2 separate regions of the Zea mays genome follow, and region 1 is linked to region 2. Evidence: chromatin contacts called from public Hi-C data. All regions are on one chromosome and are shown on one strand. The core of a region is the stretch at or near the end of the contact, and the rest is flanking DNA. Distances in the headings are between cores, read along the strand shown.

What was found. Hi-C and Micro-C count contacts between places; a contact is called where the count stands out from the background.
Region 1: a contact with region 2 is called in a Hi-C map of root tip, with 3 times the contacts expected there. The contact joins the enhancer-like site here to the promoter of LOC100283507 in region 2. A contact is called at or near these places in 7 of 25 Hi-C or Micro-C datasets (ear, endosperm, leaf and 2 more) and 1 of 3 datasets of contacts at active chromatin or transcription factors (leaf).

What each region holds. Positions count from the first base shown.
Region 1 is chr1:3,633,829-3,637,635 of Zm-B73-REFERENCE-NAM-5.0, reverse strand. No RefSeq gene overlaps it. Among protein-coding and RNA genes, the nearest start is that of LOC100283343, 16 kb to the left of the region's middle. Within about 2 kb of position 2,150, at least 4 of the 20 cell types and tissues checked have an H3K27ac peak or open chromatin away from gene starts, as enhancers often do. A contact at or near this core is called in root tip, where this site is marked.
Region 2 is chr1:3,562,241-3,565,850 of Zm-B73-REFERENCE-NAM-5.0, reverse strand. It overlaps LOC100283507 (membrane protein), which reads right to left and starts at 1,430. Exons shown (of 4, transcript NM_001156407.2): 1 at 1,007-1,430; 2 at 748-911; 3 at 242-659. The coding sequence starts at 1,281.

The DNA.
Region 1 (3,807 bases), core at 901-3,400, 71 kb before region 2:
TTGTTCGCACTTGTGAAGGCTGCCAGTACTATGTGCGATAGACCCAGATGCCAGCGCAGGCCCTGCAAACCAAACCCATCACCTGACCGTTCACAATTTGGGGACTGGACTTGGTCGGGCCATTCAAAAAGGCGCCTAGGGGCTGCACCCTCTTGCTCGTGGCGGTGGACAAGTTTACAAAGTGGATTGAAGCCAAGCCATTCGCGAAGATCAGGTCTTGGGAAGACGCCGCCTTCTTCCGAGACATAGTCTACCAGTTTGGGGTACCCAATTCCATCATCACCGACAACGGAACCTAGTTTATGGGGGAACAATTCCTAGAGTTCTGCGACGACTTCAACATTTGTGTCAATTGGCCGTAGTGGCTCACTCGAGGTCAAACAACCAGGTTGAGCGCGCTAACGGCCTTATCCTACAAGGACTCAAACCACATATATTTGACAGATTGAAGCAGGAGATGGGCAACAGAGTTGCTTGCAGTACTCTAGGGCCTACGGACCACACATCGATCTTCCTGGCATTTGGAGCAGAGGCAGTCCTACCGACAAAATTGGAGTACGGCTCCCCATGAACCGAGGCCTACGAAGACGAGGGAGCGACGATGGATGCGTAGCTCTCAGTCGACCTGCTCAATGAAGTGCGAGATGAGGTTGTGATACGCTCTGCGAAGTACCTACAAGATATGCGCCGCTACAATGAGAACCTAGTTAGGGGCAGGTCACTTAACATCGGCGATTTAGTTTTAAGAAGGGTGATGGCCACCAAGGACAAGCTCAAACTATCGCCGCCTTGGGAGGGTCCCTTCATCATCGCCCAAACTCTACGCCTAGGGGCTTACCGACTCAAGGACAACGACGACAACCTCTTGAGAGACGCTTGGAACATTGAACATTTGAGGAAGTTTTATCCCTAGGCAAACTTCGCCCGCCTTTGGCATACAAGCAGCGCGTCCCGACCATGTCAGCACACCCTACTCAGGGGCTAGGATGTGGGCACCCACCGACTGGCACAGGAAACAGAAAAGAAATAATGCAATAGTTGAACCAAAAAGTTAACGACAAGTGTCTTACAAGCAAATAAAAATAGTCCAGGACACCCGCAGGAGAGTCGCCGGTGGGGCTTCCGCATTCAGGGGGCTGGTTAGGAGGAGCTTCACGTCGTTTTGTCTTGCGAGTGAGCAGACATGAGGGCTGACTTGTTCTTCAATGGCATCTAGCTCCTCCTCGCTCCATCCGGCGGCATAACCTTCGACGATCATGATGACATCAATCTCATCGAAATGAGAGACCATCTGACCTAGGGCTATGCTGCTCCTGAGGTACATGCCTTCAAGGACCACCCGCACCACGTGCCTAGGAAGCGCCCGAAGCCGCTTAGCCAAAGGCACCTCGGTAGATGGTGGGGGCGAGAGGCGGTTGCACACCTCGCCCATGAGCTGGCGAAGTCCCTGGAGCTCGGTGCTCCGCTCCTTAACGGAGGTCTCCGCCTGGATTTGCGCGGCGATGGCACCGTCATATGCAAGCGAGATTTTGCGTGCCTCCGCCTCCGTTGTTTCCCTCACCTCCTGAGAAACCTTCATCGTGTCCCAAGCCACGTAAAAATCCTTTTGGAGTGCTGCCCCACAGGATGCGATGAGCAAGAAGGTAACAAGAACTAGAAGTCGCACAAGGAGAAGGACGGAGAGGCCTGCCAAGGGAAAATACTAACTGTCAGCCGCCTGACGCTCCCGTGAAAGCTCCTAGTTCGCCTCCTCCAAACGCGCGTTCGCGACCCTCACAGTCGATCCACCGTCCTCGGCCCGCAGCTCCGCCACATGCTAGTCCCGCTTGAGCTGGGACTTCTCCCCATAAAGGCAGTTAGCATCGCGCCATGCCTCATTGCGCCCCCTGCGCAAGCGCGATGCCTCACTTCAGAGTTGGTCGACCTCAGGACGGAGCGCGGACAGCTCGCGCCCTCTCTCTTCCACGCGAGCAGCCTGTGCTCAAAGCGTCTCCACCTCGTGTTGCATGGCCGACAGTGCCTCCCTCCGTGCCATTGACCGAGGAAAGAAATACTGCAAAGGATACTAGGATGAGCGATGATGGAAAATGGTTTTGCCTCAACAAGGTGCCACTCATCCGCTTCCATCTCCTCCCCCTCAACACCTTCGAGTATGAAGGGTGGAAGGCCCCCTCGACCATCCCCAGGCACAGGCAACGCTTCCTCGGAGGATGACGGGGGCCTCGACGACGACAACGTCGACAACTGCAGGGCCCGACTAGTATCGAGGAGAGATGCGCCCCACGTTCCCAAGAGGGCGGAAGAAAAGCTAACGAGAGAAACGCTTAAGGATCTTTGAACAAAAGGAGGGGCAATAGGGGAAAAGTGTCCATAGAGGCGAAAAGGAGGGGCACGAAAGGAAAGCTAACGCGAGAAACACTTAAGGCTCTTTGAAGAACGAGGGCAACAACATATTGGTCAAGAAAGAACGGTAAGCGAAAACTGACTCTGAGCGACCCATGTCCTATTTATACGCAGGAATAGGTGAGAGCACCTAGAGGGGGGGTGAATAGGCGATCCTGTAAAATTCAACACTAATAGCCACAAAAACTTAGTTATTAATTGAGAGCACCTAGAGGGTGGGTGAATAGGTGATCCTATAAAAACTTAAAACTTAAAGCCACAAAACTTGATTAAGTGTTAGTACAATGAAATCAAGTGGCTAAGGAGAGCTCTTGTGAAACACAATTGACACAGTGAGAACAAACACAAGAGACACAAGGATTTATCCCGTGGTTCGGCCAAGTACAACACTTGCCTAGTCCACGTTGTGGCGTCCTAATGGACGAGAGTTGCACTCAACTCCTTTCAAGTGATCCGATGATCAACTTGAATACCACGGTGTTCTTCTTTCTTTACTCTTTCCCGTTTGCGAGGAATCTCCACAACTTGGAGTCTCTCGCCCTTACAATAAGGATCAAAGTGAAAGCACTAGAGTAAGGGAGGGAAGCAACACACACAAATCCACAGCAATACGCACACAATGCCAAGACTTGAGCTCAAATGAATATCACAAAGTTCTCACTAGAACGGAGCTCAAATAACTAAGAATGTCAAACGAGTGCGCAAAGACGGAGTGTGAATGATCAAGAATGCTCAAAGTATGCTTGTGTACTTCCTCCATGCGCCTAGGGGTCCCTTTTATAGCCCCAAGGCAGCTAGAAGCCGTTGAGAGCAATCCAGGAAGGCAATTCTTGCCTTCTATCGACTGGCGCACCGGACACTGTCCGGTGCGGATTTCTTTCCTACTCTGGCGCAGTCGACTGTTGAAGACTTGGAGCCGTTGGCGCACCGGACACTGTCCGGTGCACAGCGGACAGTCCGGTGACCCCATCTGACCGTTGGCTCGGCCACGCGTCACGCGCGGATTGCGCGGCCGACCGTTGGCTCACCGGACAGTCCGGTGCACCACCGGACAGTCCGGTGCACCACCGGACAGTCCGGTGAATTTTAGCCGTACGCCGCCGACGAATTCCCGAGAGCGGCCTTTTCGCCAGAGCCAGCCTGGCGCACCGGACACTGTCCGGTGCACCCAGACTGAGCAGCAGTTGGCTGTACACAGCCAACTCTTTTTTCCTTTTGTCTTTTCTCTGATTCTAGCACTTAGACAAATATGTTAGTACACAAAAACCAATGTACTAAGTCTAGAATCATACCTTTGTGTTGATTTGCACTTCATCCACCATTTGGCACTTATTAACATTTAAGCACTTGTGTTGGACACTTAATCACCAAAATACTTAGAAATGGCCCAAGGGCACATTTCCC
Region 2 (3,610 bases), core at 181-2,680:
AATGAGTTGTTGAGACTTTTGAATTATATATGAGCGCACACAAAACGGCATAGAGTATCGTGCACAGCGTGGTTGTCAATGTCAACACGCTGGCTAGCCATGAGAGAGGAAGAGGAGAATCCAGTCACGTTACTCCTGTTATATGTACATGCTGGACGAAGGAAATGGCCTGGCCAGCTACGAAGGGCATATATATAATAAATAAATAAATAAATCAATCAGGATGTCCTGTCCTGCTTACCCGACTAGGAGGATGATGATGGCGACGGCGAGGAGGGTCCACTGGTACGCGAGGTACTTCCTGGCGGTGCAGGGCGCGCCGGCGGGGAGTCCGTAGCGCTCCATCCAGCCCAAGTGGGGGCGCATGAGCACGACGAAGCCGAGTAGGAAGCCCGCGAGGAAGCCGCCGAGGTGCGCCAGGTTGTCGACGTGGGGCAGGACGCCGAGCACCAGGTTGACGGCGGCCACGGACAGGAGCGTGGCCACGGCCGCCGCCTTGTTGGTGTAGATGGTCCAGTTGGTGAGCAGCTCCGAGAGCATGGCGCCCAGCAGGCCCAAGAGCGCCCCGGAGGCCCCCACGGTGACGCGGTTCCGGACGACCAGCGACGACAGCACGGCGCCGCCCACGCCGGAGAGCACGTAGATCGCGCCGATCCTCACTGATGAACGCGGTTATATATTGTGGTTATTATTGGCAGCCAGGGGCAGGGTAGAGTAGAGTAGAGTAGGTAGGTAGCCGCTACCGACCGTATCCGAACTGCTGTTCGAGGCGCATGCCGATGAAGAGGAGGCAGAGCATGTTGGCGACCAGGTGGATGACGCCGGCGTGGAGCCACATGCTGGAGAGGAGGCGCCAGCCCTGGTGGCGGTGCACCACCTTCTCCCACACCAGGGCCCCCATCTTGGTGAGCCTGCAGAGACAGACACGATCAATCAAAAGTACAGGGCGCGTCAGATCTGATCTGATCTGATCTAATCACATACATAGACAGCACATTATACTCACGTGGCGGAGGAGGGCCCGAAGAGCGGGTTCTGTCGCAGCGGCTGGAAGGAGAAGCGGCCGAGGAAGCGGGCGACGCACTTGTTGGTGTCGCGCGCGGGGCAGTTGTTGGCGTACATGGTGACGACGAAGACGGTGATGCTGGCGACGAAGATGACGGGGACGAGCCAGGGCACCCACTCCCGCTCCCCCTCGTGCTGCGGGTACAGCGGCGACGGCACCTTGCCGGGCTCCTTCCTCGCCGGCCCGCCCTTCTCCACGTCCGCCCGCGTCGCCATGCCCGGCCCCTAGTGTTTGTGCCTTGCCTTGCGGCTTGCGCGTGCTGCTGCCTGCGTGGGGTTCGTTGGTGGAGTGAAGGGGCCGGGGAGGAGAGGAGAGGACGGCGGGCGATACGTGAGCAGCGGCGGGGTGGGAATTAATAAACGCGCGAGCGAGCAAGGGGGACGCGCGGCGCGGCGGGGCGGTGTTTCTTTGAATTCCCAGGGCAGGCAGGCAGGCAGGCCCACAGGGGTGGCGGGCGCATGTGCATGGCTGGGGCTGGCTGATGTGATGCGGTGCAACCGTGTTGCCGAGGGCCAGCCAGATCCTGGCGACCCTAGTCGCACTGGCACATACAGAGATACAGGGTTACACGCAACGCAACTCATCAATCCTGACATGCCTTGTGGAAGCTTCAAGTTGACGCACACATCACACATGGGCCTCGTCGGCGTCGAAGCTTCGCCCTTGGAGGGTCAATGATGAGGTGGGTTTTGTTTACTACTAGTAGCAGTATCGGAGGGTGAATCATGACGAGGTGCAGTAGTGCAGTGCAGCGCGGATGGCCATGTGTGTGATTAGATCTAATGATGATGGAGACAGGCAATTATGATAGTGCGCGCAGCTACCAGACTAGTAGTACTCCCTCTGTCCGTTTGAATTGGACGTTTTAGGTCATCTAACTTGTCCACAAATTTTGTCATGCTCGGAACCCAAGACCACTGTCCACTCTATCATCATGTCAGGCATCCTAGCATTTCGTAGATGTAATTCGTTTCCGGTCTTTTGGTTGGAGCGGCAAGCGGCGCTGGTTGGGTGACGCTTAGGGCAAGGCGCCAGCTTGCTTGTACTGGCTTTTATTTGCATTGTAACTAACGCTTAATTAAGAGAAACGAGGGTTACATATGTCATTTCAGCTCTCTCATAATCTGTCTCAAAAAAACTAGAACGTCAAATTCAAACGGACGGAGGGAGTACTACTTTTGATTTGCCAATGGTATTATAAAAATAAAAAAAACACGTACGTACAAGTTTATTAGTAGGAGACAAGACGATAGAGAGGCACTCGGTTCTTCCTTCCACTCGCCGTTCCCGAGCGTTCTGTGACACGCCACGCTGTAGCTCGGTTGGCACCGACAGGCCTGGTGTCTGCGTGCATCGGTATATTCTAGCCCGCCCGCCCGCGCGCCGCTTTGTTCGTTTCCGCGTCGCGTTGGGCGTTGGCTGGCTGGCACGCAGCTGGTGTCGGTCTCGGTTCCGGCGGCTGGTGTGGTGGGTGCAGTGGGCTTGCACTCGAATCAATCGGATTCTGCCTCGCGTACACCCCGCCCGCCGCACCGACCGTCGGCCATGTGCCAACGAGAGACGGGGAACACGGATCCAATTCGTCCACGGCTCCATACGCTACCAAAGCCGAGAAAACTTACGAGACGTTAGAGCCGTTACGCTGTCAGGGGGCTCGAGAATAGGCTGGATGCGAAGACGATCCAGCTAAGGCCTCATTTGTTTCAGGTGGCTAAAAGAGGTCACAAAAATTAACTAAAATAATATATTTATCCCACTTGCTCTAAATTATCATTTGCAGAGTCATTTGTATAAAACTCGCTTTCTATGGGCCTGTTTGGTTTGTGGCTAAATGTGTCACACTTTGCCTAAGGTTAGTCGTTCGAATTGAATAACTAACCTTAGGCAGAAAGGTTAGGCAAAGAGTGGTAACTGAGGTAGTGAACCAAACAGGCCAATATATATCTTGTTTGCACTCTAGAGTCATTCAAGTTTTCTATATTTAGCTAGCGAGAAACCCGAAATATAATATGCATATATTTGAATAGTCATTTAGATAAGCCGCTAGAAGGTATTTTTAAAAATAAATAAATAAATTCTATTTATATCAATTAGAAAGAATATAGAGATCCTCTTGGAGTTGCTTTTAGTCACCCTGCAACAGGAGCAAATGACATTAAATATGGGCAATATAGTCATTATGTGAAGTAATTAATGCCCTGCATATATATGTTTAGTTACTAAAGCTAAATAGGACTAAATATGTCTAGTGATACATGACTAAATAAACAAAACAGGCCCTAAGGCTACACGCAGAATTAGGCTAATAATAATGCGTCTATCTTTTGGCCCACTACGAAACTAATACATCCCATAAAAACCAGAGAGGAAACACTATCCGACCGCCTATCCCTAGGCTAAGCCATCAGAAGTCGTCCGATCCCTCCGTGTTTTCCATAAAAAGAACGTGTAGACAATGGTCGGTGACCAGCCAGACTCTCGATGCTTAGGCGCCGTTTGGTATGGTTCCGACTCCTCTAAAAATCACTTCAGCTCTGATTTCTA